Linked DNA regions of Oryctolagus cuniculus: region 1 is linked to region 2. The links are chromatin contacts, called in public Micro-C maps. All regions are on one chromosome and are shown on one strand. Each heading gives the region's core, a stretch centred on a gene start, on an enhancer-like site or on the middle of the called end of the contact. The rest is flanking DNA. Distances are from core to core; before and after follow the strand shown.

Region 1 (3,713 bases), core at 811-3,310, 180 kb before region 2:
GCGGGGAGGAAGAGCCCCCAGAGGAGGAGGGCTGGCTCAGCTTCCTGAGACCAGTGTAGATCTATTTAGCATAATGTTTCATGTCTCTCTCTTCTTCCTCATTTTCAGCTGTGCTGCCCAGTCTGTTTATCTTGCTGTAGGCTCAGTTATATAAACTGTCATCCCATGTTTGTGCTGTCACACATAGATTTTTGGTTAAAATTAAGTTTCAAACATTCTAGAATTCTCAATTCTATGGGGGGCGGGAAGTGCCTGTACCCATCAATCTGGTAATGCTTTGAGGTCCGAGGCATTGAGGGTTGCTGACCTGAGACTTCTCCTTCCTCTTCGGACTTTCAGTTCTTCAAAACTAGTCATTGTCTACATTGTATAAAATAATTGCTAGGAGAAAAATAAAACCCTAAGACCTGTTGTCTGCTTACTGCTTATTTTCCAGTAGATGGCACCAGATACCCTTGAAGTTCATGATACTAATTCACAGTTGTGTAGCTGGCTAGTTGATAATTTCTTCTACCACCAGGGAACAAAAATGGTACATTCTTTAGTCTAATTCTTTTATTTATATGTAACTTAGTATTTTTGTTTGGAGTTTAACTTGGTGTTTAAATTGTTAATTTGTGATCCCCAGCTTAGATTTCACCACCACAGTACAAAAAAATCAGAGTAAGTGTGATTTTCAATCGGTGATTTCCAGGGGAAGGGGTCATGATATTGAAATAGAAGTGAGCTAAAGAATTGAGAGTAAAAGGGTAAAGAGTTATATGCAATGTTCAGAGCAAAAATTGAAAAATAAAGGCATACAAAATCCAAGATGTTAATATAATGAAGTATTTTTAGTATTATCACTTTGGCTACTTTAGAAGACTGCAGCCATTTTATTACAGCATTCGAATTTATTTTACAAATAACATACAGGCCGGCGCCGCGGCTCACCTGGCTAATCGGCTAATCCTCTGCCTGCGGCGCCAGAACCCCGGGTTCTAGTCCCTGTCAGGGTGCTGGAGTCTATCCCAGTTGCGCCTCTTCCAGTCCAGCTCTCTGCTGTGGCCCGGGAAGGCAGTGGAGGATGGCCCAAGTGCTTGGGCCCTGCACCCGCATGGGAGACCAGGAGGAAACTCTTGGTTCCTGGCTTGGTGCAGCATGCTGGCCGCCGCAAGCCGGCTGTAGCTGCCCTTTGGGGGGTGAAGCAACAGAAAAAGGAAGATCTTTCTCTCTGTCTAACTCTGCCTGTCAAAAATTTTTAAAAATCAAAATTAATTTAAAAAAAATAAATAACATACAATTATGAACATAGTCAAACTGTTTATATCCCCATTACCTTTTCCAACTGTTTATTGCCTCTTGAAAACCTTCACCTTCAATGTATTTATCGAATTAATATGTTCATGAAGAAACAACTTTTACACTGAATTAACCATTAAGACCAAAAGACGTGTTTTCTATGTGTCAAGCATGGTTTGCTACATGTTTTCTACTTACTGTTGCCTAATTTTAATGGATTCATAATCCATTTAAAAAACCCCACCCTGATTACATTTATATATTTGCCATTCTTTCATCCAGTGTTTTAGTTGGCATTTTGTGACTCAGTCTTGAAATCTGTGTAATGTACCACCACCCCGGGAGGATTGGTGGCTTGGGCCCTGGGTAATTCTCATCTCTGCAGGTGAATGGATGACCTGGAATTCCACTTCTGGGTCTTTTCTACATGTGCAGAATGTGGATAATTAACACAGATCGCATGACAGAGGCGAATTACATAGTAAGCCGTTGTTACATATAGACAAGAACCTTTTTACAAAAAGAAACATATTCATGCTTCACTTCTGTTTTGGGGATCCTCAGCTTGCCAAAAGCGTTATTTCCACTTTTTAAATTGGAGATATCAGTATGTTAATGTAACCTGGGTCTCTAGCTAGCTTTCATTTCAGAATTCTTGATGGGTTTACAGAGCGATCCTTAAGCTTTTTAGTTCTTAATGTGTAATATTCTGTTAAGCATTTATATTGGCACCACCCCACACCCTTTGTAGCCGTCTTGAAAAGGCAGTATTCTTTTTAACGTTTTCATCTGAAATTGAGAGAAAAGACTCTATAAGAGATTTGGGTCAAAGAATCCTGGGGCTTCCGCGTTATCTGTAGGTCCAGGGAGTTCCTGAGCTTTTGAAACCCACTCATAACGCGCTTCCCGGGATGGAAAAGGCGCCTCTGGAGAGGAGCGCCACGCTGCGCGCCCGCCCCAGCGCGCTCTCCCCTCCTGCCCACAGCCACGTGGCGCCCACGGGCCGGCCACCCGCTGAGCCGCCGGCGCCGCTCTTCCTTCCGCAGGATTCACAGCAGGGTCCTCGGCCGCTGGATCCCTGTCTAGGGGAACCCGGAACCTCCCAGACTTCGGCCACCAGGCCCAGGGCTCCGGCCCCGAACCCCAAAGGACAGAGAGCCCAGGCGACGCGAAGTGCCAGCCTTCCATTCGAGGGACGCCCGGCAGGTCCCGGAAGTTTTCCCCGGAGACAGATCTAGGCAACAGGTCCGAGGCGGGGCCGGGCAGAACCGAGCACGGCGGCGGCCGGTGAGTCAGGGCCGCCCGGCTCCCGGCCGGCCCTCCCAGCCAATGCCAGACCTGGGGATGTGCAGCCGGGCTGCTGACCGTCGGCCACTCAGGGCTCGCCGGGCCTGGAGAAAGGTGACATCATCGTAGCTGGGAGGTGTCCGAAGGCTGCACCAATGGGAGACAGGCGAAGAGGCTTGCTTTTTACAGCTCTTGGCCAATACTAACAAAGCAAAAGGGGGCCCGGTTGTCGGTATAGAACCAATGGAAAACAAGGAAGGGGCACGAGGCGGAGTTGCGAATCCTGTCACCAATTGGAGAGAGGGGGTGGTGCCCGGTTCTTGTCAAGAGCGGCCAACCAGCGAGAGGAGCGGACTTTGGGGGGCGGGGCCGTGAAGCCCTTCCCCAATCGCACGAGTGTAGGGGCGGGGCAGTCTTTGGAGTGTCCAATGAGGGAAGCAGCCGAAGCGGGCCTGTCAAGAGAAGGGGCTGGGGGCGGGGGGATGGTGAGTCGGGGATAAACACTCCGCGGCGGTGGCGGCTGCTGCTCTGTCAGGGTTCTGTCACGGTGTCGGTGGTGCCCAGCTCACTGACCCCCTCCCCCTCCCGGCGAGCGTGGTCGCCAGAGAGGCTCCTTCAGCCCTGCTCTGCGGGGTCCATAGCGGGGCGCGGGTGTCCGGCGGCGGCGGCGGCGAGCCCGTGGGCAGTGGGGGTTGGTCCCGTGGCTCCGGCCCCCGGTGCAGAATGGCGGCGGCGGTTCGGATGAACATCCAGATGCTGCTGGAGGCGGCCGACTATCTGGAGCGGCGAGAGAGAGGTGCACGGGGACGGGAGGGGTCCAGACTGAGCCGGGGCCGGGGGCCCTGAGGAGCTTGGCCGCGGGGTCGGGCGCCCGGCCGCTCCGGAGGTGGTTGGAGGAGCGGAGAGCGCGACCGCGAGCGCTCCCAACCCCTCTGGCTCTCTCCACTCGCGACTCCAAGAGAGGTCGCCGCTGCCCCCCCAAAAGCAATGAATGGGGGTGGAAAGGGGGCTGCTGCCCGCCGGGGTCCCGAGCGCTGCCCCCGCCGCACCTCAGCGCGGGTGGGATGCCCGCGGCCCCCTCAGCCGGTGTCCTCTGGTTTACTTCACCTGGGCTGGTCCCGGCAGGTCCCCCAAGAGGGTCGGCG
Region 2 (4,035 bases), core at 983-3,482:
GGTGGGGAAGGCGGGAGTCCAGCCCCTGAGTGGCTGAGGAAAGCAAGTGAATCACACAGAGAATTATTTGCTCCCCCCGAGCCAGGTAGATTCAAATGTGCCACAGACAAGGCCAGAGTGACAAATACCTGAGACTCTGGGCAGGGCTGAATCACTTCCACTTCTCTATCCTCTCCCAAACACCTCATAAAATGGCACTGGAGCCCGCTACAGGTGTCACACTAGGAAAACTGGGAGCCCCCAGGCAGACACAAACACAGGCTTGGTCACATCTAAAGGCTCTCTAACGGGTTTCTTCAACACTTGCCTAAACGTTTAAAATAGCATTTAAATTCTAAAAGCCTGGTTTATAGTAAAATCTAAAAATGTTGTGCTCACCAGGAAGAAAATCAGGTCTGGATTCCATGCCCGACACTGTGTGACCTTGAATTAAACCCTTCATGTTTCTAGGTTTGTATCTTCCTCTGTTAAAAAAAAGAGAGAGAAAGACAGAGATAACAATATCTACCTCAGAAGATCGTGGTAAAAAGATGGTATGAGTAAAATACCTAGCACAGGATCACAATAAATGTCTAAATCTTTTAGATTGAGTGAACACCACTTGTGGTCAGTTGAGGTTCACTGGGCAGCTGGCCTGTGAAAAAGCCAGACGTCCTACTCTCTTCAGGGAAGTTAAATCATTTTTCAGAAGCAGCTTTTTAAATCCGCACATGAGCCTGTAAAGCAGAAATTTCCCACGTCATTCCTTAAAACAGTGATTTCTAAATGCTTTGGTACTGGGGGAGCATCGTTGCGGTTCACAAATTATTTCAGGGTACTGCGTCCTATTATCCACTAACAAAAATTTTTTAAAGCGATAGGATCAATATTGTGCCCACATTTCGGAGCTATTTGCGTTCCCTGCTCCAGTTAAAGGGGGTGGGGAACTCGTTCAAATGGTCCACCAAGCGTCGGACCAGCCTGCGGGACTTCATCCCGAGCGGTCATAAGACCAGCGGCGCGGGGAGGGCCCAGGGCGGGGGCGCGCGTTCTAGAGCTTTCGGGCCCACCCCGATTTCTCGTTGGCGACGGATCGAGGCCACGTGTCGCCATTTTGTGTTCAGAAAACATGGCGGCCGCCCGCGTGGGGAAGGGGGTCGCGGTGGCGCGCTACGTTAGTCTTCTCCCCTGGTCTCTTGATGAACTTGGCGCACACCGTCTTTCCTCGTCTGGCTTAGCCAGAGGAAGAAAGGCAGGGGGCAAAAACCATAACTCGGACGCGCCAGCGTCTCGAGCGACATTTCCTTTGCGCAAGCAACGGCAGAAAAGCTGCCCAAGATGGCGGGCGCCGCCGCCGGGGGCCGCCCCCGGAGAAGCGGGGCGCGGCGGCCGCGCGGAAGGCAAAGGGCTGAAAGGCAGCCTCGGGGGCGTGGGCCGCGCGCAAAAGGCGCAGAAACAACCCAAAGCCCTGGTCCGCGCCCGCTCAGCACAGAACTACACCATTGTTTCAAATGTCTGACGAGGCCGCTGCGGTAGAAACGACACAAGGGCAGGAGGAGGGGTTTCTGTGGGTTTCACCGAAAGAAAGTTGCAAAATGCAAACAAAGCATTATGTAAATGGACGCCATTCTTTTTTTATGGCCACGTTTCCAGTATGCCCTACAAACGGTCCGCAGAGCCCAGACTCAGGCGGCGGCGGGGTGGGTTTCGGCCTTTCGGCTCACCGGCCGCCGCCGCGGGGCTGGGACAGGGGTGGGGGCTAGAGCGGGGCGCCCGGACGCCGGGGACGAAAGGCCCCCACGTGCCCGCCCGCGCCCGCCCCTCCAGCCTCGCCTCGCCGCCCCTCCCCCCCGGAAGACAGCAGCGGCCCCTCCCGTCGCCCCCACCCTCGCGCACGCGCCCTGGCCACCTCACGCGCACGTTTTAAACCCGCGGCGTCCCGGCAGCTGCCTGCAGTTACCGCCAGGGCTGCCCGTGTCGCTCCGGACAGAAAACTCCTTTGCTAGGGCAGAAAAATAAAGCGTGTCCTTCATACACAACACCAATATTTCCAGTCATCCTCCGGTGCCGTTAGCGTTAATAAAATTCACGGTCATTTTAAAACTTTGCCGGACTCACACTTTCCGTTCCCCGTGTGCTTTATTGTCAGTACCGCAGCGTTAGTTTTTTTTTTTTTTAAGTACCGCGTGGGGCTTGGCGCAATCTTGTGACCTAAAAACCACGGGTCCTCATTTTTTTTCAAGGGGTCCTGCGCAGCAAGCACTTCCGGGGTCAGAGGGTACGCGGGGTTGAAAGCGGGCTTCCCGCCCCGCCCAGACCGCCGAGGCTGCCGCCGGAGTCGCCACCGCCGCGCCCTCGCCCACCCGCCCGCCCGCCGCTCCCGGCCCCGCTCGCCCCCTCCGCCGCCGCCGCCCGCCCCTGCGACGACGCCGCGGCCTCCCGCCCGCGCCCGCTCGCTCCCGCGGCCCTCGCTCGCCTCGCGCCGGCAGTTTTGGGCCTACACCTCCCCTCCCCCCGCCAGCCACCAAAGACTTGACCACGTAACGAGCCCAACTCCCCCGAACGCCGCCCGCCGCTCGCCATGGATGCCGGTGTGACTGAAAGCGGACTAAATGTGACTCTCACCATTCGGCTTCTTATGCACGGAAAGGAAGTAGGAAGCATCATTGGGAAGAAAGGGGAGTCGGTTAAGAGGATCCGCGAGGAGAGTGGCGCGCGGATCAACATCTCGGAGGGGAATTGTCCGGAGCGAATCATCACTCTGACCGGCCCCACTAATGCCATCTTCAAGGCATTCGCTATGATCATCGACAAGCTGGAGGAAGATATCAACAGCTCCATGACCAACAGCACGGCGGCCAGCCGGCCCCCGGTGACCCTGCGGCTGGTGGTGCCGGCCACCCAGTGCGGCTCCCTGATCGGGAAAGGCGGGTGTAAGATCAAAGAGATCCGCGAGAGCACGGGGGCCCAGGTCCAGGTGGCGGGGGATATGCTGCCCAACTCGACCGAGCGGGCCATCACCATCGCGGGCGTGCCGCAGTCTGTCACCGAGTGTGTCAAGCAGATCTGCCTGGTCATGCTGGAGACGCTCTCCCAGTCTCCGCAAGGGAGAGTCATGACCATTCCGTACCAGCCCATGCCGGCCAGCTCTCCGGTCATCTGCGCGGGCGGCCAAGATCGCTGCAGCGACGCTGCGGGCTACCCCCACGCCACCCATGACCTGGAGGGACCACCTCTAGATGCCTACTCGATTCAAGGACAACACACCATTTCTCCGCTCGATCTGGCCAAGCTGAACCAGGTGGCAAGACAACAGTCTCACTTTGCCATGATGCACGGCGGGACCGGATTCGCCGGAATTGACTCCAGCTCTCCAGAGGTGAAAGGCTATTGGGCAAGTTTGGATGCATCTACTCAAACCACCCATGAACTCACCATTCCAAATAACTTAATTGGCTGCATAATCGGGCGCCAAGGCGCCAACATTAATGAGATCCGCCAGATGTCGGGGGCCCAGATCAAAATTGCCAACCCAGTGGAAGGCTCTTCTGGTAGGCAGGTTACTATCACTGGCTCTGCTGCCAGTATTAGTCTGGCCCAGTATCTAATCAATGCCAGGCTTTCCTCTGAGAAGGGCATGGGGTGCAGCTAGAACAGTGTAGGTTCACTCATAACCCCTTTCTGCTGTTTTCCCATGATCCAACTGTGTAATTTCTGGTCAGTGATTCCAGGTTTTAAATAATTTGTAAGTGTTCAGTTTCTACACTTTATCATCCGCTAAGAATTTAAAAATCACATTCTCTGTTCAGCTGTTAATGCTGGGATCCATATTTAGTTTTATAAGCTTTTCCCTGTTTTTAGTTTTGTTTTGGGTTTTTTGGCTCATGAATTTTATTTCTGTTTGTCGATAAGAAATGTAAGAGTGGAATGTTAATAAATTTCAGTTTAGTTCTGTAACGTCAAGAATTTAAGAATTAAAAATGGATTGGTTAAAATATGCTTCATATTTGAAAAAGCTGGGAATTGCTATCTTAAACTCTTTGTTGGTGCTTTTTT

The links. Hi-C and Micro-C count contacts between places; a contact is called where the count stands out from the background.
Region 1: a contact with region 2 is called in a Micro-C map of ear pinna, with 7 times the contacts expected there. The contact joins the promoter of MXD1 here to the promoter of LOC103347661 in region 2. A contact is called at or near these places in 5 of 6 Hi-C or Micro-C datasets (ear pinna, liver, psoas muscle and 2 more).

The regions. Positions count from the first base shown.
Region 1 is chr2:132,765,192-132,768,904 of mOryCun1.1, reverse strand. It overlaps MXD1 (MAX dimerization protein 1), which reads left to right and starts at 2,060. Exons shown (of 6, transcript XM_051842827.2): 1 at 2,060-2,682.
Region 2 is chr2:132,585,070-132,589,104 of mOryCun1.1, reverse strand. It overlaps LOC103347661, which reads right to left and starts at 2,232. Exons shown (of 7, transcript XM_070069016.1): 1 at 2,098-2,232; 2 at 379-464. It overlaps PCBP1 (poly(rC) binding protein 1), which reads left to right and starts at 2,531. Exons shown (of 1, transcript NM_001082124.1): 1 at 2,531-4,012. The coding sequence starts at 2,561. The coding sequence ends at 3,631.